Regions from separate parts of the Capra hircus genome. Here region 2 is linked to region 1. The links are chromatin contacts, called in public Hi-C maps. All regions are on one chromosome and are shown on one strand. The core of a region is the stretch at or near the end of the contact, and the rest is flanking DNA. Distances in the headings are between cores, read along the strand shown.

The links. Hi-C and Micro-C count contacts between places; a contact is called where the count stands out from the background.
Region 2: a contact with region 1 is called in a Hi-C map of blood, with 2.5 times the contacts expected there. The contact joins the enhancer-like site here to the promoter of PCBP1 in region 1. A contact is called at or near these places in 2 of 5 Hi-C or Micro-C datasets (both in blood).

What each region holds. Positions count from the first base shown.
Region 1 is chr11:68,137,927-68,144,186 of ARS1.2, reverse strand. It overlaps PCBP1 (poly(rC)-binding protein 1), which reads right to left and starts at 3,418. Exons shown (of 1, transcript XM_005686838.3): 1 at 1,676-3,418. The coding sequence starts at 3,132. The coding sequence ends at 2,062. LOC102188412 (a long non-coding RNA gene) reads left to right here and starts at 3,882. Exons shown (of 10, transcript XR_310385.3): 1 at 3,882-4,420; 2 at 5,443-5,533.
Region 2 is chr11:68,188,276-68,194,535 of ARS1.2, reverse strand. The region is part of intron 1 of LOC102189216 (a long non-coding RNA gene); the gene reads left to right. Among named protein-coding and RNA genes, the nearest start is that of PCBP1, 51 kb to the right of the region's middle. Within about 2 kb of position 3,480, at least 1 of the 5 cell types and tissues checked has an H3K27ac peak or open chromatin away from gene starts, as enhancers often do.

The DNA.
Region 1 (6,260 bases), core at 2,169-4,668:
AACCTAATTATCCCCTCCTATTCTACACAGACAAGAGCTCATTATTTCTAGAAGACATTGAACCCATTTCTGAGTCTTCGCTAGGGCCTCCCTAACTTACCCTGGCCCAAGACAACTACCTTCTCTCAACTTATCATTTAGTAAACATTGCTTTCTTTCAGTATTTCTCGGCCCACAGGGCCTTTGGCTTTTCACAATCTATGTTGAAGTTTACTGTCTTGTAAGCACTGTTCTGTTTTACACATGCTTGCCCCACCCTCCCCCCAACCCCAAACCCAGGAGACGCTGATTTCAACAGCTCCATCTTATACAGAGCTTAAGTAATTCGCTCATGGCCACAGTGGCAGAACGCAAATTTAAATTCAGGTTTGACTCCAGGATTTGTGCTCCTTGTGACCACCTGCCTGACTTCACTCTACTGTGAAGTACATAATAGACCCCAATCTTACCTCGAGGGACCCTGGGAACTAGGTCTGTACCTCTGAAAAAAGATGCCCTGCAGAGAAGAAACCTCAACAGGTATTTATGGTGGCTAATACTCCCCTCCCACAGGGATTTCTCTGTGATCTCCCACATTGCCTGGTTTGAACTACACACTTTGGCACCTAATTGTGTTTTCCTCATCTGTTTCTTGTGTGTTTTTGCCTACTAGTAGACAAATTTCCTCATCAGGTTCAGCCTAGATATACTGGCTGACAGGAGGCTGCTAGGCCTTTACAGCAAAATCTTCCTTCTCCACCGGTGAAGAGAATTAGCGGCACTAATTCTGAACCTCTCCGAGTCTTGTTAAAAATGCGGTCTTCTGATGAGATTTGGGGTGGGACCCAGGAATCTGCATTTTTAACATTAAAGTCATTCTTCGGTGGTTGTCAACGGATCAGCCTACATTCCTGCCAGTGTGGACTGCCCCATTTAGGCAGAATTATTTCCTGGTACAATGATTTCTCTAAACATTGCACACAGTTGAAGAATTATAAGCTGGGCCTCCTTTGTCTCTGGATACACCACTTGGCAGGTGTGACATCCTCTGACAGGCTACTTGCCACAGGTGCTATGCTCGACACGTGCGCCCCGCTGGTACCATCCCCCTTCAGTCCTGCTGCCCAAACACCACCCTCTATGCCTACCACCACCCTGCAGCACCTACCCTCTCCCAAGCCCTTAGACCCACCCTAGCCCCCTTCCCTTCCCTCCCCCTCAGCCCCTCCCTTCACCCCCAGCCAGCCCTTCCCTCCCCCACCTCTTCTCTGGGCCCCCCAGGCTCCTCCCACCTCAGAACATTTTTTTGTTCCTGGCTAAGAGTTTTGCACATGGGATTGGGGGTGGGGCTGGGGCCGGCTGGACTAAAGGACACACTACCATTCATCAGAGGTCCTACAGAATGGGCATACTCTTCCAATCTGAGAAAACCCTCATGTTTTCTCTACCAGAGAAATGTGCAGAGGCCTCTCTCTGGAACCTAGCTGGAGGGATGTCACTCTCCAAGAGAGCCTTCCATCTCTGCAAACAACCCAAAGCAGGCCCAGCCTGCCGGGTTCCTTTGTTGGGATGAGAGGGAATGGAATCTTACCAACAAGATGAAAAGGGCTGGAGAAAATACCAGGAACGGGCCCACCTTTCTTCCTACAAAGGCCTAACGCTAAAAGGGGAGGAAAAAAAAGGCACCAACAAAGAGTTTAAGATAGCAGTTCCCAGCTTTTTCAAATATGAAGCATTTTTTAACCAATCCATTTTTTAATTCTTAAATTCTTGACATTACAGAACTAAACTGAAATTTATTAACATTCCACTCTTACATTTCTTATCGACAAACAGAAATAAAATTCATGAGCCAAAAACCCAAAACAAAACTAAAAACAGGGAAAAGCTTATAAAACTAAATATGGATCCCAGCATTAACAGCTGAACAGAGAATGTGATTTTTAAATTCTTAGCGGATGATAAAGTTGTGGAGAAACTGAACACTTACAAATTATTTAAAACCTGGAATCACTGACCAGAAATTACACAGTTGGATCATGGGAAAACAGCAGAAAGGGTTATGAGAGAATCTACACTGTTCTAGCTGCACCCCATGCCCTTCTCAGAAGAAAGCCTGGCATTGATTAGATATTGGGCCAGACTAATACTGGCAGCAGAACCAGTGATAGTAACCTGCCTACCAGAAGAGCCTTCCACTGGGTTGGCAATTTTGATCTGGGCCCCGGACATCTGGCGGATCTCATTAATGTTGGCGCCTTGGCGCCCGATTATGCAGCCAATTAAGTTATTTGGAATGGTGAGTTCATGGGTGGTTTGAGTAGATGCATCCAAACTTGCCCAATAGCCTTTCACCTCTGGAGAGCTGGAGTCAATTCCGGCGAATCCGGTCCCGCCGTGCATCATGGCAAAGTGAGACTGTTGTCTTGCCACCTGGTTCAGCTTGGCCAGATCGAGCGGAGAAATGGTGTGTTGTCCTTGAATCGAGTAGGCATCTAGAGGTGGTCCCTCCAGGTCATGAGTGGCGTGGGGGTAGCCCGCAGCGTCGCTGCACCGATCTTGGCCGCCCGCGCAGATGACTGGAGAGCTGGCCGGCATGGGCTGGTACGGAATGGTCATGACTCTCCCTTGCGGAGACTGGGAGAGCGTCTCCAGCATGACCAGGCAGATCTGCTTGACACACTCGGTGACAGACTGCGGCACGCCAGCAATGGTGATGGCCCGCTCGGTGGAGTTGGGCAGCATATCCCCCGCCACCTGGACCTGGGCCCCGGTACTCTCGCGGATCTCTTTGATCTTACACCCGCCTTTCCCAATCAGGGAGCCGCACTGGGTGGCCGGCACCACCAGCCTCAGGGTCACCGGGGGCCTGCTGGCCGCCGTGCTGTTGGTCATGGAGCTGTTGATATCTTCTTCCAGCTTGTCGATGATCATAGCGAAGGCCTTAAAGATGGCATTGGTGGGGCCGGTCAGAGTGATGATTCTCTCCGGGCAATTCCCCTCCGAGATGTTGATCCGCGCGCCACTCTCCTCGCGGATCCTCTTAACCGACTCCCCTTTCTTCCCAATGATGCTTCCTACTTCCTTTCCGTGCATAAGCAGCCGAATGGTGAGAGTCACATTTAGTCCACTTTCAGTCACACCGGCATCCATGGCGAGCGGCGGGCGGCGTTCGGGGGAGTTGGGCTCGTTACGTGGTCAAGTCTTTGGTGGCTGGCGGGGGGAGGGGAGGTGTAGGCCCAAAACTGCCGGCGCGAGGCGAGCGAGGGCCGCGGGAGCGAGCGGGCGCGGGCGGGAGGCCGCGGCGTCGTCGCAGGGGCGGGCGGCGGCGGCGGAGGGGGCGAGCGGGGCCGGGAGCGGCGGGCGGGCGGGTGGGCGAGGGCGCGGCGGTGGCGACTCCGGCGGCAGCCTCGGCGGTCTGGGCGGGGCGGGAAGCCCGCTTTCAACCCCGCGTACCCTCTGACCCCGGAAGTGCTTGCTGCGCAGGACCCCTTGAAAAAAAAATGAGGACCCATCCTTTTTAGGTCACAAGATTGCGCCAACCCCAATAGAGTAGTTTTTCAAAAATTCTCTAAATAGGCTAGCATTGAAAATAAAGCACCGCTGGGCAGAAGCTGTGATTCCGGCAAAATTTTAAGACGAACACGTATTTTATTAACCCCAGAAGGCGCCGGCAGACGTTTGGAAATGGCAGTGTTGTGCTTGGGAGCGACACATTATTTCGCGCCGTACAAAAGCGGTTTGAGTGAGGAGCGACACGGGCAGCCCTGGCCGTAACTGCAGGCGGCTGCTAGGACGCCGCGGGTTTAAAACGTGCGCGTGAGGAGATCAGAGCGCATGCGCAAGGGTGTGGGGAGGACGGGAGGGGCAGCCGCGGTCTTCCGGGGGGGAGGGGAGGCGAGACGAAGCCTTTGGGGCGGGCGCCCGCTTGGACGGGCACGTGGGGCCCCTTCGTCCTCAGCGTCCGGGCGCCCCGCACCAGTCCCCACCCCCGCCCCGGCCCTGTGGCGGCAGCCGGTGGGGAGAAAGACCAAAATCATCCCGCGCCGCCGCCATCAGAGTCGCGGCTGTGCTGATGGTTTCTGGGAAGTGCTAGAAACGGGGCCATAAAGAGAATGGCGTCCATTTACATAATGCTTTGTCTGCATTTTGCAACTCTTCGTTAAGCCCGCAGAAACCCCACCTCCTACGCTGGTGTCGTTTTAGTCGCTACCGCCTCGTCACACGTTTAAGACAATGGCGTGCATTTATCCGGGCTCTTGGGGGGGTTCCTGCGGTTTCCCCCGCGATGGTTACGCTCCCGCTGCTGCTTTTCGGCACCTTCCCTGCTCAGCGCAGCCATCGCGCCCGCGCTGTCCGGGGGCGGCCCCCAGCTGGGCCCGCCATCTTGGAGGACCTTTCCTGACGGTGTGGAGCCGAGCGGCCCTCCCGCTAATAAAAGGTCGCTGGGGCCGTTGGTGCGCCAGTTGTGATTTCTGCAGGTTCCCTTTTCCTTCGGTTGAGCCTGACAGAATAGGCCGAGTGCGCGGTGTGCTTTAGGATCCCTTAGGGAAAGCGGCTAACGTGGCGGTCCCTCAGTCCCCCGCCCCCTTCCCCGCGGGGGTGGCCGCCATATTTGCTGAACACAAAATGGCGACACGTGTCCTGGATTCGTCGCCAACGAGAAATTGGGGTCGCCCTGAAAACTTTAGAATGCGCCCCTCTCCCACCCCACCCACGGTATGGGGCCTTCTCCACGCAACGAGTGCTGTGACCAGAGTAGGTTGAAATCGCGTAGCCTGGTCCCAACCTCAGCGGGGAATTTTTTTGTTTTTTAATACTTATTTGGCCGCTCCAGGTCGTAATTGCGCCATGTGGGATCTTCAGTCTTCATTGCAGCATACAGGATCTTTTAGTTGCAGCATGTGGACTCATTTCCCTGACCAGGGCTGGAACCTGGGGCCCCCTACATTATGAGCAGAGTCTTAGCCACTGGACCACCAGGGAAGTTCCATCAGCGGGCGAATTTTAATACATATCTCATTAATTTGCAACAGGACCGCGATTAATTGTAGAAAGTAGGCATCATATCCAGTCCCTAGCTCGTTACGTTTAATAATGAATGGATAAGTGGGGGCACAGTACCAAAACATTTAGCAATCACTAAGGAATGAGATGAGAAATTACTGCTTTCCCAGACTTATAAGATAGGCTGTTGTGCTGGAGAGAGAAATAAATGGTATTATAAAATTCCTTTTTTAAAAGCAATTTCCATGAAGCGTCTAGGTTACCTATGACCTTTTTCATAGGCCGGCTTGGCCAGTGAACCTCAGTTTACCTCAACTGTTAACTTGTAGACTAGAAGGGAAGGACGTTCCTTGCGCATCTACCAGTGCTAGATCCTCGGCTAGCAGTTTTACTGCATACTGTTTTTAATTTTTACGATGAGTCTCTGAAGTACGTGTTCTCTCTTTTTTTTAACAGATGAATTCATTTAGGCCCAGAGAGATGAAGTGACTGATTGAAGGTCACACAGTATCCAGGATGGATTCCAGACCTTCTGATAAACTTATTGGTGAGCACATTTTCAAATTTTTTTCTAAGTCAGGGTTTTAGAGTTTAAATACTATTTGGACGTTTAGGTTCATTTAAAGGAATCCCTCAGGTAACTTCTTGATGCATAGTCATCCCCTGTATGTATCTGTTTGGGAATTCCCAGTTTTTCCTGGTGTGAGCTATGCCTGTAAGGGGCTCAGATGCCTTTTTTTTTTTTTTCTTTAAATGTGTCTGGATGAGGCTAGAGAGAAGGAAGTGATTCAGCCCTGCATGAAGGCTCAAGTATTTGTCAGTCCGGCCTGCTCTGTGGCACATTTGAACTTACCTGGCTCTGTGGGAGCAGTTTCTCTGTATGACTCATTTGCTTCCTTCAGCTACACATGGGCATGACTTCCTCCTTCCCCACCCCAACCTCCACCCAGGTGAAAATAAATAAACTTAACTCTGGCGCCAGGCCTCCATTTCTTCACAGATACTGACTGAGTGTGACAGTGTTAGATAAATTGCGGTCTGTGGACTTTTCAGTTCATTGTAACAACTTGTGGACCAAGCAACAAATATGTGCCTAAATAGGGCTGTGTTGTATTGGTGGAGAGAAGGGCTTTTTACTTCTTTTCACTTAAACTGATCTTGTGTATTAGACTCTCCACAGGGCCTTCACATTACCCTAGAGAGTCTCACAGACAGCTTTAATAGATAGGCACATAACAGTAACAATGACAGTCATAGCACTAAGTGCTTACTGT
Region 2 (6,260 bases), core at 2,231-4,730, 50 kb before region 1:
GGTTAAAGAAAAGATGGTGTCACAGAAGAGGTGGGTGAGATTTGCCAAATGGATAGGATTTCAATAGATGGAGATGTTGGAGACGGAGAAGAAATATCCTCTGCCATTTCAGTGAAGTCCCTCTAGAGCTGATGTAAAATGTATGGTCATCTGATCTCTTAGCTGTTAAGCCAAAGAAAAAAAACACTGTTGTGGCAGGAGAGGGAGTGGTAGGCCCCAGAGAAAAGGAAAGAAAATGAACTGTTTAGTCAGCAGCTTGTTTATTTAACATGTCTTGGGTTTTTAGTATGTGCCAGGCACTGAGCTATGTCCGGGGGATATAGAAGTGAACAAAACAAATGAAAGCCCTACCTTTCTCTCTAGTGAGGAGAAAGACTATGGAAGGAAGGTGGGAAAGAAGAAGGGTTGGATGAAGGGCTATATAGTATGTCAGATGTGCTGTGGAGAAAATAAAGGGTTGGGGAAGTTGGAGGATGTACTGAGGTTTTTTTCTTAAAAAATTTTTTTCTTTTATTCTTTTAAATGTTTAATGAATTACGTACAAGCTAATATAAAGGTAAAATATATGTGCAAGCTAAAGACTCAGATCTGGGCCTTTGATCATTTTCTGTGAGAAGGGGGAGCTGACCAGGTGGTGACCCAAAAGATAAAATTTGTCTGTGAATATGACTCGCTGCCTGGGGAAAAGTAAGCCATGATATATGAATAAAGCACTTCTGAAAGCAAGAAAAACCAGGTGCAATGATAGAGGAAAACAGAATTGTACTCTAAACCTCTAAATATGAATATTATGGTTCTAAAAAAATAGGTGTTGACCTTGTGAGATGTGATAGACCTAAGCAGGGAAAGAGGAAAGAGCTAAAGAAACGCCTCTGCTCCTTTTCCTGCTCAGGGCGGGTGGGTCTGGGGGAGGGGAGGAAGTCAGGCCTTGAGACAAGGTGGCTGTGGAATCTGCTGAGACCACATGTGTTTCCTCGAGAGGTTCACTGTTCACAGATGTGCCTGTGAAGCTGGAGATACAAAGTTCAGGAGGGAGCTCAACCTGCTCACCTTGTATGTCACAGCACTGTTTTTTCTTTTCCTTTTTTATTAAAAATTGGGGAAAAAAATTGAGGTATAGTTACTTTATAATGTTGTGTTGGTTTCTGCTGTACAACAAAGTACGGTTTGTTGTATGTGTATGTCTGTGTGTATACATATATCCTCTCCTGTTTGGACCTCCCACCCTTTCCACCTCTCTAGGTCACCACAGAGCACGAGATGAGCTCCCTGTGCTATGCACAGCAGGTTCCCACTAGCTGTCTGTTTTACACATGATAGTGTATATTTGATGGCAGTTATCTGAACTGAAAAGTCTGGTCCTGACCAACCCTGCAGTGAGAAATGGCAACCCATGCCAAGATTCTTGCCTAGCAAATTGCATGAGCAGAGGAGCCTGGCAGGCTGCAGTCCATGGGATCTCAAAGAATAAGGCGTGACTGAATGACTGAGCACAGTGTATGTATGTTAACCCCAGTATTCCAGTTCCCCCGCCCCCATCTCCCCACCTCCTGTCCACATGTCCACTCTTGACCTCTGTGTTTCTACTCCTGCCCTGTGGAGAGGCTCATCTTTGCCATGTTTCTGATTCCATATGTATATGCATTAATAGATGATATTTGTTTTTCTGATTTACTTCACTCTGTATGATAGATTCTATGTCTATCCATGTCTCTACAAATGATTCAGTTTTTGTTCCTTTTTATGGCTGAGTAATATTCCATTGTGCCCATCTTTGCATGAAATGTTCCTTGGTATCTCTTAATTTTCTTGAAGAGATCACTAGTCTTTCCCATTCTGTTGTTTTCCTCTATTTCTTTGCATTGATCGCTGAGGAAGGCTTTTTTATCCCTCCTTGCTATTCTTTGGAACTCTGCATTCAAATGGGTATATCTTTCCTTTTCTCCTTTGCTTTTCACTTCCTTTCTTTTCACAGCTATTTGTAAGGCCTCCTCAGAGAGCCATTTTGCTTTTTTGCATTTCTTTTTCTTGGGGATGGTCTTGATTTCTGTCTCCTGTACAATGTCACGAACCTCCATCCATAGTTCATTAGGCGCTCTGTCTATCAAATCTACTCCCTTAAATCTACTTCTCACTTTCACTGAATAGTCATAAGGGATTTGATTTAGGTCATACCTGAAAGGTCTAGTGGTTTTCCCCACTTTCTTCAATTTCAGTCTGAATTTGGCAATAAGGAGTTCATGATCCTAGCCACAGTCAGTTCCCAGTCTTGTTTTTGCTGACTGTATAGAGCCTCTCCATCTTTGACCACAAAGAATATAATCAATCTGATTTCGTTGTCTACCATCTGGTGATGTCCATGTGTAGAGTCTTCTCTTGTGTTGTTGGAAGAGGATGTTTGCTATGACCAATGTGTTCTCTTGGCAGAACTCTATTAGTCTTTGCCCTGCTTCATTCCGTATTCCAAGGCCAAATTTGCCTGTTACTCCAGGTGTTTCTTGATTTCCTACTTTTGCATACCATCCCCCTATAATGAAAAGGACATCTTTTTTGGGTGTTAGTTCTAGAAGGTCTTGTAGGTCTTCATAGAATCGTTCCACTTCAGCTTCTTCAGCATTACTGGTTGGGGCATAGACTTGGATTACCGTGATATGGAATGGTTTGCCTTGGAAACAAACAGAGATCGTTGTGTTGTTTTTTAGATTGTATCCAAGTACTGCATTTCAGACTCTTTTGTTGGCTATGATGGCTACTCCATTTCTTCTGGGGGATTTCTGCCCGCAGTAGTAGATATAATGGTCATCTGAGTTAAATTCACCCATTCTAGTCCATCTTAGTTCACTGATTCCTAGAATGTTGATGTTTACTCTTGCCATCTCCTGTTTGACCACTTCCAATTTGCCTTGATTCATGGACCTAACATTCCAGGTTCCTATGCAATATTGCTCTTTACAACATCGAACCCTGCTTCCGTCACCAGTCCCATTCACAGCTGGGTGGTGTTTTTGCTTTGGCTCCATCCCTTCATTCTTTCTGGAGTTATTTCTCCACTGATCTCCAGTAGCATATTGGGCACCTACTGACCTGGGGAGTTCATCTTTCAGTGTCCTATCTTTTTTCCTTTTCATACTGTTTATGGTGTTCTCAGGGCAAGAATACTGAAGTGGTTTGCCATTCCTTTCTCCAGTGGACCACATTCTGTCAGACCTCTCCACTATGACCTTCCCGTCTTGGGTGGCCCCACACGGCATGGCTTAGTTTCATTGAGTTAGACAAGGGTGTGGTCCGTGTGATCAGATTGGCTAGTTGTCTGTGATTGTAGTTTCAGTCTGTCTGCCCTCTGATCCCTTCTCTTAGTGCCTCCCGTCTTACTTGGGTTTCTCTTACCTTGGACATGGGGTCTCTCTTCACGGCTGCTCCAGCAAAGTGCAGCCGCTGCTCCTACCTCTGATGTGGGGTGGCACCTCTCGGCCACCGCCCTTGCCCTCGGGCGGCCGTGCTTGTGTGCCATAGCAGCCGTCTATGTACCACATCTGCTTTATCCATTCATCTTTTGATGGACTTTTAGGTTGCTCTTTGTCCTGGCTATTGTAAATAGTGCTGCAGTGAACACTGGGGTACACATGTCTTTTTGCATTCTTGCTCTCTCAGGGTATATGCCCAGTATTAAGATTGCTAGGTTATATGGTAGTTCTATTTTTAGTTTTTTAAGAAACCTCTGTACTGTTCTCCATAGTGGCTGTACCAGCTTACATTCCCAGCAACAGACAACACTGTTTCCTGACCAAGACTCAGAGCTATAAAGTTTATCATACTACTTGGTGCCAGAGGTGAAACTGGGACAAAAATATTGGCACTGGAAAAATGTTTTTATGACTTACAGAATAGTAGAAGTAAAAACTTGTGGTTGAGGCGAGAGCAAAGGTGGGTAGTATGAATACTAGTGTTAGTAGATAGTACCCCCAGAACATGGCTGAGAGATGTACAACAGGGCCTCAAAAGTCTACACTGACCTGTAACAACAGTCAGAGTCAGTAGTCATCTCTCTCCTCTTTGAAGCTGGGGAAACTGGTGTGGCTTAGCTGAATTGGCTTAGCTCATCTTACACACTGGCTTTACCTGTCTCCTCCTCCCCTCTGTTAATGATAAGGTTAGGGGAACTTTAAAGGACTTCTTAATTGGGGGCAGGGGGGTGTAGAGATCACACTTGTGTTCTTGGCTGTCCCTCCCTGTTCTCCTGTTCCTCTCTAGGTCTGTCCTTGGGCAAGTCTCTCTCCCTCTTGGAGTTCTGGCTTCCTTTCTGTGCACAAAGGACTTGAATTGATCTCTGTTGTTCCCTCTGACATTCTGTAAAGAGATTGGGGCCCCATCATCTTAACCCAACCTGCTCATTTGGACAGAGCTTGGTCACTTAGAGATAGTTGGGTGTCATCCTTTTCTGAACAGTGTTTTCCTTTTTTTGCTTCCTCTGCCACAGAAGAGGCAATGGGAATAAGCACAAGAGAAGTTCTGTGGGGACCTGAGAAGTGGCATCTTGCCCAGACACTAATGGGCAGTGGAGACCACCAGCTTTGTAGTCTCAGTCTGTGGTTTTGAAGAATCTTCAGATTGGTCAATAATTTCTGCATGTGGTCTGGCTTTGCCCATGAGACATGATAAACATCAAGCATACTGTTTGACCTAAAAATGGCAGCCCCCTCGCCTGTCTGAGGTACTGATCCTATGTGCACTCACTTCTTTCCACTCCCACTGGCACTGCCTTAGTTCAGCCCATCTTCATCTCTTACCACAATGACTGCAGGTCATTATGGTCATCTGGTCTTCCTGCATGCACTTTCGTTTAGCTGTTTAGCGACTAAGTTGTGTCTGACTCTTTGCGACCCCATGGACTGTGGCCCGCCAGGCTCCTCTGTCCATGGGATTTCCCAGGCAAGAATACTGGAGTGGATTGCTGTTTCCTTCTCCAGAATGCATACACTTTAAGCCTCTTTAAGTCTTCCCCGAATATGCCTGTCTCCTATACAGCCCTGGTCATGTTACTTCCCTGCTTAAAACCCATCAGTGGCACCTCATTGTCTTCAGATATTTATTGGCAACTAATATGTACCAGTGTCTCCAACCCCTGGGGGACACAAAGGGAGACCCAGCTCCTGCCTTTGCATGACAAGTAGGGCCTTGATCACCTGATTCTAATTTCCCCATCCATCCTCATCTCTTCCACACCACTTTTCCCACCCTCTATTCTCAATCCACATAGCCATGGCTTCTCTCTCTCCTCTGTACCTTTGCCCATGATGCTATCACTGCCTGAACATTCTTTCCTTCCCCACTTCCCCTGACCTGGTTCTATTTACTCTTCAGGTGTGCAGCTCAGGCATCACTCTTCCCTAACTCTCTGTGTGCCACCATGTTTGAAACAAGGCAGGCACACAGCAAGAAGGGCAGTCACACTCAACACCCACACAGTGCCTCACTGTACTTGATCTTGGCTCTCCGCCTCCAACTGTGAACTTCTCAAAGGCAGGGAAATGGGTCTGATTTGCCTTTGTGTTCTCAGACCCCATAGCACAGTGCTTAAAACCTCGGCAGTATTCTATAAATGTTTGTTGAGTGGGTAAATGAATAAATGATTAACGGATGAGTGCTCTGATCTGGAGCTTGCCATGACAAGCCTGAAGAACAGTGCCCTGGCTTACAGGTTCCTCTGCTTCTAATGGATCCTCTTTTTATTCTGCGGGCTTCCCTGGTGGCTCAATGGTACAGGATCTGCCTACCAGTATAGGAGATGCAGCTTCTATCCCTGGGTCAGGAAGATCCCCTGGAGAAGAAAATGGCAACCCACTCCAGTATCCTTGCATGGGAAATCCCATGACAGCAGAGCCTGGCGAGTAGCGCACATGGCTGTGTGGCGGGTCCATGGGTTGCGAAAGAGTTGGACATTATTTACTGACGAAACAACTTTTATCTTGTGGTTCTCCCAGGGAGATTTCTTATAGTGTTCAAGATGTAGCCTTAGACTGTTTTGCTGAACTGAATTGTTCAATGTGGGTGGAAAACCCATGGGGCAATGGGGAATTCACAGGTGATCTTCAGAGTCACAAGTGAAACAGCACCTACCATCTTATATGGTAATGCTTAGACCCCAAGTTTGTTAAATCTTGTTGTTAATTTGGTCCAAGGCTGTTTAAGACAGGGCTCTGGGAATTCCCTGATGGTTCAGTGGTTAGGACTCCGCACTTCCACTGCAGGAGCCACAGGTT